2 separate regions of the Sus scrofa genome follow, and region 1 is linked to region 2. Evidence: chromatin contacts called from public Hi-C data. All regions are on one chromosome and are shown on one strand. The core of a region is the stretch at or near the end of the contact, and the rest is flanking DNA. Distances in the headings are between cores, read along the strand shown. Region 1 holds the start of EDEM1 (ER degradation-enhancing alpha-mannosidase-like protein 1). Region 2 overlaps ITPR1 (inositol 1,4,5-trisphosphate receptor type 1).

Evidence for each region. A called contact is a pair of places that touch in the nucleus more often than the background predicts.
Region 1: a contact with region 2 is called in a Hi-C map of embryonic fibroblasts, with 2.3 times the contacts expected there. The contact joins the promoter of EDEM1 here to the enhancer-like site in region 2. A contact is called at or near these places in 2 of 5 promoter capture datasets (fetal liver and liver), 7 of 47 Hi-C or Micro-C datasets (alveolar macrophages, embryonic fibroblasts, fetal skeletal muscle and 4 more) and 2 of 2 datasets of contacts at active chromatin or transcription factors (alveolar macrophages and skeletal muscle).

Annotation. Positions count from the first base shown.
Region 1 is chr13:61,702,323-61,706,697 of Sscrofa11.1, reverse strand. It overlaps EDEM1 (ER degradation-enhancing alpha-mannosidase-like protein 1), which reads right to left and starts at 3,097. Exons shown (of 11, transcript XM_021069286.1): 1 at 2,453-3,097. The coding sequence starts at 2,971.
Region 2 is chr13:61,277,935-61,282,763 of Sscrofa11.1, reverse strand. All of the region lies in intron 39 of ITPR1 (inositol 1,4,5-trisphosphate receptor type 1), which reads right to left. Among named protein-coding and RNA genes, the nearest start is that of ITPR1, 210 kb to the right of the region's middle. Within about 2 kb of position 2,568, at least 41 of the 83 cell types and tissues checked have an H3K27ac peak or open chromatin away from gene starts, as enhancers often do. A contact at or near this core is called in alveolar macrophages, embryonic fibroblasts, fetal liver and 4 more, where this site is marked.

The sequences.
Region 1 (4,375 bases), core at 1,848-4,347, 420 kb before region 2:
GGCATTGCCATAAGCTCTGGTGTAGGTTGCAGATGTGGCATGGATCCCCTCAAGTTGCTATGGCTGTGGTATAGACCTGCAGTTGTAACTCCAATTGGACCCCTAGCCTGGGAACCTCCATATGCAGTGGGTGCAGCCCAAAGAAGCGAAATAAATAAATAAATATCTGAAAGAATTTTCATTACTGGTTGCTTATTTCAGGGGACGTAAGTGTGCCAGAATGACAAAACTCTGGTTCTAAACTTGCCTTGAAAATACTGAAGTCTGAGAGGAATTAAGTTAAAGGAAAAGGAGCAAGAAAAATTAACTTTCCAGTCTTTTCAAGTGGCCACTATGAGGATCTAGTCAAGGCCGCTATAACCCCAGAGTTCTTTTACCTTCTGAAAGACACCAAGGTTTACCAGCCACAAGGGTGATTATTACCTGTGGGCACAACCCTTTCCAAATGCATCGCCTCAGTCTTTCCACTTCCAACTTTCCAACAGCAGCATATCTGCTCAAAGCACCCTGACCTCAACTTACCAAGATTGTCACTTAACAGTCAAACCAAACCACACCTCAGCAGTCATCATCCTGAAGCAAAGCCCCACCAGCAACTACCACAGGGCCCCAGCAAGCTAGCCAGGGCCACCTCACCCTGCTGGAGGGAGGCTCCAACTCTGCAGAGAGTTCTCAAAGTTTATTAGGAAAAGCATTAAAATGTCATAAACTCACTCCCAGACCATCATATTCTCAATAGAAAGTGTTATCACAAGTCCTCCTTAAATGGTTCTCCTTAGGTCTATGCCATAAAAGGAAGCCTGAGAAAAAAATCTGTGAGGGAGAACAACTCAGTGTGTTTGCTCTTGCAGTACCATGAGCACTGGTGAGAAAATAAAATTAAGATCCGAAATACGTACACACACTTTGATTTCAACTACATTAAAAGTGTGCAGGCATCTGGGCAGGAGTTGGCAGGAAAAATAAATTAAAAATAACTGCCTGGTGGGATTTTAGGCTTTTTTTTTTTTTTTTAATTTTAACTTTTTTCCCCAAAAAACTGAGATCAAAAGAAAACACCTGGTGCTGCGGGAGAGGCCCTAGAAAAGGCAAAAAGGCAAAAAGACAAAAAAAAAAAAAGAAAGAAAGAAAACACATGGGTATAAAGTCTGGTATAGTTAAGCTAATTAGGGAAAACAACTCAATTTCATACAATATGAAAAGGCCCAGTAATTTTTTCCAAAATTTAATAAAAATTTTTCTCAAAAAAATTGATTGAAAATATATTTATACATATGGCCAGTTATACATTTAAACTATATCAACCTTTACACGTAAAGTGAAACACGAAAAGTACCTCAACAGTTTCCTACAATTTTAGAAAGACCCAGTCCTTTTAAGTTAACCTGCCCTGTGCCCTCATGCTCTCAAATTGAAATTTATGACATGAGTTTGTAGATAATAAAACCATTTTTAAAGCTCTTCTGCCTCCTTTACTCTATGGGCTTCCTTTTTAGAACCTGAGAAGTGGCCTTTGCTGCTTTTCACCAGGTGAAGGAAAACACAGGGCTCACTGTCAAAAGGGGCCAAGCAACGGACTCCTCCACTCCCGCCTGAGAGGAGGAACCCAGGGGAAGACAGTCACCTATCCAGCCATCAGGGTCAGTCAGAGCACACCGGTTCCCTCCAGCCAGGAGGTCCTCAGCTGGGTGTGCTGTCCTCTTGGACTCTGAAGTCAACAGCAATGACCCTTGAAGCTCACTCTGCAAACAAGCCTGATCCAAGGACAGGACTGGTCCACCTTTCCTGACAGCCCTGCCACCAGACCGGGGAGAACCTGCAGGACAGACCCTACAGTAAGGCAAAGGAATCCCATCCTGAGCATCAGGAACCCAAATGTAGGCCTCACAGCCTCCCTCCCTTCCACCTAACCATCCTCAGCCTAAAAAGCAGCCTCTGTGATGAAGGAGAAAGATTGTAGCCCTGCTCTGCCTCAGATTCACTGCCTGGCTTTAGAAGTCCCTTCCCGGGATCAACTTCTGAATTTATATATTTCTATACAGAAAAGTGGGGAGTAGGCTAGGTGGGGGAAGGTAAGGGCTAGTTCTGAAGCTACATTTACAAGGGATTTCATCTTGATTTTATGTTCACCTGGAGAAAGGGTGAAGATGGGAGTTTAAGGTCCCCCCAAGTCACCCCTTGGTACTGCTACTGTGCCCTCTGTTCTCTGAGCCTCAGTTTTCCCATCTGTAAAAGAGATTGCGCAGACAGCAGTCCAGTAACTCGGATTCCGGAAGAATCAGGACAGAGGGCAGACATCGGCCCTTCCACTTACCCCCAAGCCCCCATCACCCTAAACACCCCGGCACCCTTAGGGGGACCCAGAGGACGGACGGCAGCACCCACCCCCGGGGTCGGAAGGAAGTGCGTGCGGTGAGCGGTCCCGGGCGTCCGGCCGGCGCGGGGTACTCACGGGTCCCCGCGGTCCGGCCCTCGGCCGCGGCAGTGGATGGGGTTGAGCTCGTCCTGGGGAAAGGCGTGCGCCATGTAATTGTCGTAGCCGAAGACGAACATGCCTCGCGCCAGGTCGCGCATCTGTGCGCGCAGCTGAGGCGGGAAGGCACCACTGTAGCGCTTCTCGTACTCGTCCCGGCCGCGGTCCCGGCCGCCCAGCACGTAGCCCCAGTGGGCCGGGCCACACACACCCGGCCCTGGCCGCCGCGGAGCCCGCCGCCGCCCCGCAGACGCTGCCGCCGCCGCCGCCGCGGGAACCGGCGGCTGCAGCCACGACGGCCCCCCAGGCGTCCCCGGCCTGCCCGCGGGCCCCGAGGCAAGAGACGCGGGGCCGTCGGAGCCCCTCAGGCGGTGGAAGCCGAAGCTGAGCGGGAAGCGCTGGTAGAAGCCCATGCTGGGCCCCAGCCCGAAGACAAGCCACAGCACTCCATGGAGGCCAAGCCGGAGGAGCACCAGCCCCAGGACGAGCGCTCGCCATTGCATGGTCGCGCGGGCGCCGCGGGCATTATTTTAAAACGCTGGGGACCTTCCCCGCCGACCACCGCACCCCACGTCCGCCTCGTAGCCCCGCTCACTTCCCCTTTAAGGAACTTCCCCGTGACGCACCAGGAACTGGCCCATTGTCCCCCACCCCCAGCATTCCGGGCCCAGCCGGCCAGGCCCCGCATTCGCCCGCCCAGTCGCCCGGATTGGCCCGGCCCCGGCCCGGCCTCGCTGTGCGAGGCGTGGGACTCCCTCAGGCGCCATAGGCCACCTGGTTGCCCCCAACGCCACGAGGCCCCGCCCCGTCCTTTCGGCCCCGCCCCCAGGGCGGTCCGGAGTCGGCTGGGCTGGCGTGGCGAGTAGGAGCAGCTCGGGCTCCGGAGGAGGGAACTTCCAGCCAATGGGAGCGCGGCACGGAACCTGCAGCTGAAGGCTGGACAGGGACGTGGCCCAGGACCCGCCCCGCTCCAGTAGAACCGGCTCCGCGCTGGGACCGGAGCTGTATGTTAGGGACGGTAACAATTAAGACATAAGGAACAAGGAACGAAAAAAGGACATTTCTATATAAGGCAGCTACTTTGGCATACCAAGGGCAAGTTTTTTTTACATGGTGGGGGGTGGATGTTGCCGTAAAACGTTATCTTGAATTACTTTTATTAAAACACCCTAATTTGTTTTCTTTTAACTTAAAATTTGAACCCTTTTTATTAAAACGCCCTAACTTGTAAGAAGCGCTCACGGTGACTGTAAAATACACATTCCCAGGTCCTGTCCTAGACCTATAGATAGAGGGCCCGGGCAATGTGTCTAACAAATACGCTTCGGCAATTCTTAGTATCCGACAATTCCAGGAAATACTGAGTTAGGTTGAGTTGCCTTTGTCTCAGAAATACGACTATTTTTAAAAAAAGATACAGAAGAAAAATGCAGGGGGGAGGAGTCAAGGCTGCTTGCCGCCACCACCGATTATTTTTACCAGATCTATTCAATCATATCACCATCTCTCCTGTGCACTGTAGCAGTGACCTAACCTTTGACGTGTGGGATAGGTTCCTGGTCAAATCACTTTACCTCTTAGTATCTACTTACCATAATAAGCAAGGTTGAAAATGTCAGCTCTGAAGGGCTATTGCTTTCATGTAATGGCTCAACGGTTTGGGGGTTTTGTTTTCTTTTGTTTGCCGCATTTGGAAATGTCTGCTAAGATTTGCCCTCCTTAAGTTTAGACCATGTGCCTATTATACTGAGGTTCCTGAAAAGCTCAGGAAGCAAGACCTGATGAGTGGCTCAAGCCAGACTGGCAGAATAACCAAGGGAGTGACTAAGAAGATGACAGAGTAGTCATGTGGCACATTCTCAGGGTCAGAAGACTTTTAGCAATACAGAGGAGGTATAATGG
Region 2 (4,829 bases), core at 1,319-3,818:
GCTCACATACATGCTGTACACACATACATATATACATCAGTTTCATGTGTGTCTATTACAGGCCAGCACAGAGCACAGCCATAGAAATACCTTCTGTTTTCTGCTGCCACTAACATGAACCCTATTATCCCTGGGCTTCTAAAATTTTCCTTTGAAATAAGCTGTCTCCATCCATGAACCAACCCTAGCAGAGGCTGAATACAGTTCAATAAATGCAGCTGTATTATAGATCTAATTATCAGCCCATCAAAGAGAATTTATAATCTCCAACCCCCATGAATCAGCCTTCAGTTCCTTTCACCCACTCAATCTCAGAGGAGGGAAAAAATAAACAAGCAAATAGCGAATGGCCTTGCAAATATGTTTGCTGGGTCCTGTCTTTCTTGAGCCTTTGAAAAGCCACATTAAGAAAACAGAACGCTTGCAAGAAAACTGAGCTAAAATGGAACTTACCTAGCATTTTAGTAGAAAAATTTAAAATCTTTCCATTTGATAATAACCCAATGTCCTTTACTATGGCATTTGTTTTTAGAAACAAAGGAAGAAATATTTTAGTTCCAGTGATGCAGTTTCATCTATATTTTATAGGAAAAGTTCATCAGCAGTCAGAAGAGAAATTCATTTTTCAAAAATGCATTCTGACTTGATTAAATTATACAACTTCAGTCATGATGGAATCATCTCAACATTAAAAAAAGAAGAAGAAGAAAAAGAAAGAAAAAGGAAGAAAAAAAAAAAAAAAACTTCCCCAGATTCTGCAATAGCTTCTGTGTGCTCCGAGTTGAGCTTGGTTGCTCTCTGGTTGCCAGTGTCTAACAGTAAACAGCCCTGCTGCATTTATTGGCAATTACTGCTGAAGGTCACACATCAGCAGTGAGCCTAAATTCCAGGAAAAAAAGCAGCTCTTATGTAACTGCTGCCTGAATGCTGGCAGGTGCCCAACCCAGCAGTTCACAGCAATGTAAAAAAGTAGGACACCTCCACCCTGGGTTGGACGTCATGAGAACGCCCCCTGAAGGTGAAATTTAATAATTCTCCCATTTCTCTTCTGTTTTCTTCCCCCTAAATTTTACTGGCGGTGGCTTTCCTTTGCTTGCAGAAGTAGCTCCCGGGGGCAGAAGCTAAGGACAGAAAGGCAGACAGAGGCAGGCTGCAACCGCCCTAACAAGTAGAAATGACAACCTTGCTTTTTTGTTGAAATGGCAAGAGGCTGAAGCTGCAAACTGACACTGATGGCTCTGAAGAGTCTGAAGTGACAGTGACTGAATGGGGATCACATCTCCCAAATGTAGAAATGCAGCCCATCCACTGAGCCACAGCCCACACTTTCTAAACACGCCATTCCTCTCCAAAGAGGCATCTATGTAAATGAGGTAGGTCACTGCTCTACCCACTGCCTCATCTTGAAGTTAGAGGACTTTATCAAAATTACCCTTTTGTGGAGTTCCTGTCGTGGATCAGTGGAAACAAATCTAACTAGAATCCATGATGACACAGGTTTTATCCCTGGCCTCGCTCAGTGGGTTAAGGATCTGGCATTGCCGTGAGCTATGGTGTAGGTCACAGACCTACACCACGCAAGCTCAGATCTAGTGTGACTGTGGCTGTTGCATAGGCCGGTGGCAATAGCTGCAATTCGACCCCTAGCCTGGGAACCTGCACATGCCGCAGGTGCAGCACTAAAAAGATCAAAAAAGAAAAAAAGAAAAAGAAAAAAAACCTTTGGTTTGCCCAGAACTTCACAGTTTAGGAAAAGTGGCTCCATGGTCACCTGCCAGTTGTCCTCACCTGTCATGACCTTTCTCGCCCAGGTAAAAGTTCTTAAATTGCATGTCCTCATGACCCCATGTACTTCAGCTTCCTACATTTCTCATTGACAGCCTGTCATTTAACATTAATTTGTATTATTGTCTATCTCCCCCACAAAACCATAAACTCCAGAAGGGCAGACACTCTGCCTATTTGGGGCACCATTGTATCCAAATCCCCTAGCAACACAGAACAGGCACTCAAACATGAGTCACAGAAATGAATGTCTCAAGCATCAATCGGAGTCTGTTTAAAGCCAAGAAGGGGTGGATGCAGGAACCTTCCAGGGTTGGGGGGGACAGAAACATTCCCTATCTTGATTTGTGTGTGTCCAAAGGTAACAGTTCATCAAGCTACCAACTCAGGAATAAGCTGAACAGACACTAAGCAAGTAGCTCCTTACCCTTCTCCCATTACCTGTCCTCTTCCTGCCCCCTAAGGACAAGGTGAAATCAGGAAGTAAGGAGAGAGACCCTGCCTCGTGATTTGTGAAAAATGATAATAATAAAGAAATGAAAGAAAGCCCTCCTCTTCCTGGTTTCGAGGGGCATGCCACTCTAGGAGACAGCTGGAGAGGCCCCACACCATGCACTTTTCTCGCAGGAACTCTGATTCTGTCCTCACCTCACTCTCCTTTCTCAAAGACTGACAGAGACTCAAAAGGCACTGTATCTTCCAAGCCATTCACTGCATATCCACTCTCCTGCGATGCCCAACTGGCCTTTATCAGTGAAGGGCGGGGTCCTTCCCCAATCAAAGGCTCACAGCTCTCCAGGTGTGCCGTACCCTGGCCCAGGGGCGGTTCCGCACAACGTCTCAAGTGTGAAGTGCTGCTTTGCAATTTAGTTGGGGAGCTTGCCTATATCCAGGGCCAGAGTGGACTCTCACGCAATTCTTGACGGAGTTTCTGCACAACTACAGTTGTGGGCTGCTGGTTTCTACCCGTACATGCAAACAAAAGGCTTGGTGGGAGAGAAACCTCAGTAGCTGTGGTCTTTTCCCGAACAGACATGGATGATAAAGGCCCATCAGGCATCTCTGCTCAGAAGGCCAGATCCACCAGCCCGAGGGCCTGGGGACAGAGTGTTGGTGTCCCAGGGCTCTGGTGGTTGCCAGGGGTAACAACGAGGAGGGGATCCACAGTTGCTTCCTCAGGGAATTTTCAAAGAATCCAAGTGGCTGCCAGAACATTCTTCTTTTATAAACAGACAGTATTCTATTTCCTAGCGTATAATTATAAACACACCTGCTCCAACTGTGGAATCTTTCCATAAGCAAGCAATAAACTCCTAGCCAGGAGACCCAAGTTCTATCTTGAGCAAGCAAACACATCCAATGATTACTAGGGAGCAAAACAGTATATTAATAACACTGCAGACTCCGATGAGGGAAGGTTTTCCTCTCCCGACTTAATTTGTACTTAGGCAAAGAGAAACTTGAACTTAGTATTTCAGAGGGAAAGTGCAAATCAGCGACAGTAGGTAGAAACATGAATACCAAGAGGTGTCAACAAGAAAATTCAGCATTAGATGTGTTGCTGCCCCACAAATAACCCGGAAGAGGGCAGACTAAACAGGAAGCAGCAAAAATCACTACAGTTGAAAGGGTTAAGGGTCTGGATAACCTTTTGCTTTTCTTGCTTTCCATGCAACCTAGAGAGCCTGGCCTCCTCACCTGTTCACGTTGATAGGTATAAGAAAAAGTATGCACTTACAGAATGTACCAGGGTTGACACATAAGAGCTCCAGGCCAGCTGCTGAGGCAGCAGAGCTAGTTCTGGTTTAGTCATTGGTTGTGTGTGCTCGAAGACCACTCACTTAACCTCTCTGAGCTCCATTCCTGAGTGAACTGAACCAAACTCATAACCATTCGTATTGTTTTCAGTTTTAAGTCTGGGATTCGAACTCTTCTTAGGTGTACCTGAACCATCTCTTGGTATTTCTGAAATGACAGTGGTAGGTATTAGAGCGGGCCTCCGATTTTATTTGGTAGCTCTATTCCATCAAAATAAGCTACCAAAAGAATGACCAGATACCCAAAGAAGTGAACCAGAAAATTAAAAGTCAGATCGAATTTTTTCCAGTGTGCTCTGATTTGCTAAGCAATTAAGCCTGCTTAAGTATATATATTAATTCCCTGTGTTAATCCTTTCTCTATTGTCATTTACCAAACCTGTATTACATCCTAAAAACATGGCAAGAAATGTGGAAAAAATATTCACAGGAGAGAAAATATTTAAGAGACCTTCAAATCCCAAACAAAATGGCCACTTCTCCGTCTCCAGGGTAATTCCGGGTAAATGAAACTCATTTGATACTGAAGTATAGAACCCGTCAGATGACATTTCAATTTCTGGATCTCTAGGGGGTTTTCCTAGAAGAGAAGCCAAGGATGTGGGACATTCCTAATCCCATGGTAAGCTAGCAGCTGGAAAGATTCAACAAGCACTGCAGAATTTGCACTGCACTTTGACAAAATTTTATATGACCCCTCACACTCAACGCTTTCCAACCTGTAGACCAAGAATATCGGTTTGCCTTTTTTTTTTTTTTTAATACTTCCAAACTATACTCATGTAGTTATTTGTTTGTGCACTGGTACTTTACAGACAGACAGAAAATCTCCTCATGGTAATATCCATATTGAGTTTCAGAGACAGGTTAACAGCCAGCATCAACCGCAAATTCAGTTGAGATTCTAGACAGTGAATGACTGAAATCTTACTGCAATTTAGAAAGTCTTTGTCTAGAGTCAGATGGGATCTCCAAGGACAAATGACAAACAAACTCGTGGGAAATGCTAACACAGACACGAAGGACTCAACTCACGCCCAGAGGCATGCTACACAGTCAGATATGGCACGATGCAGAGACTAAGGGACAGATCAACAGAGTTCACTGGAAGAGGGTCACAGAAACATCACCACAGGACATGGGGAAAAAAAGGAAATTAGGACCTCAGCATTATCCAATTCATCAATGGAAATTAGCTGGAAAAGAAGAAAAGGGGGGAGAAAAAGA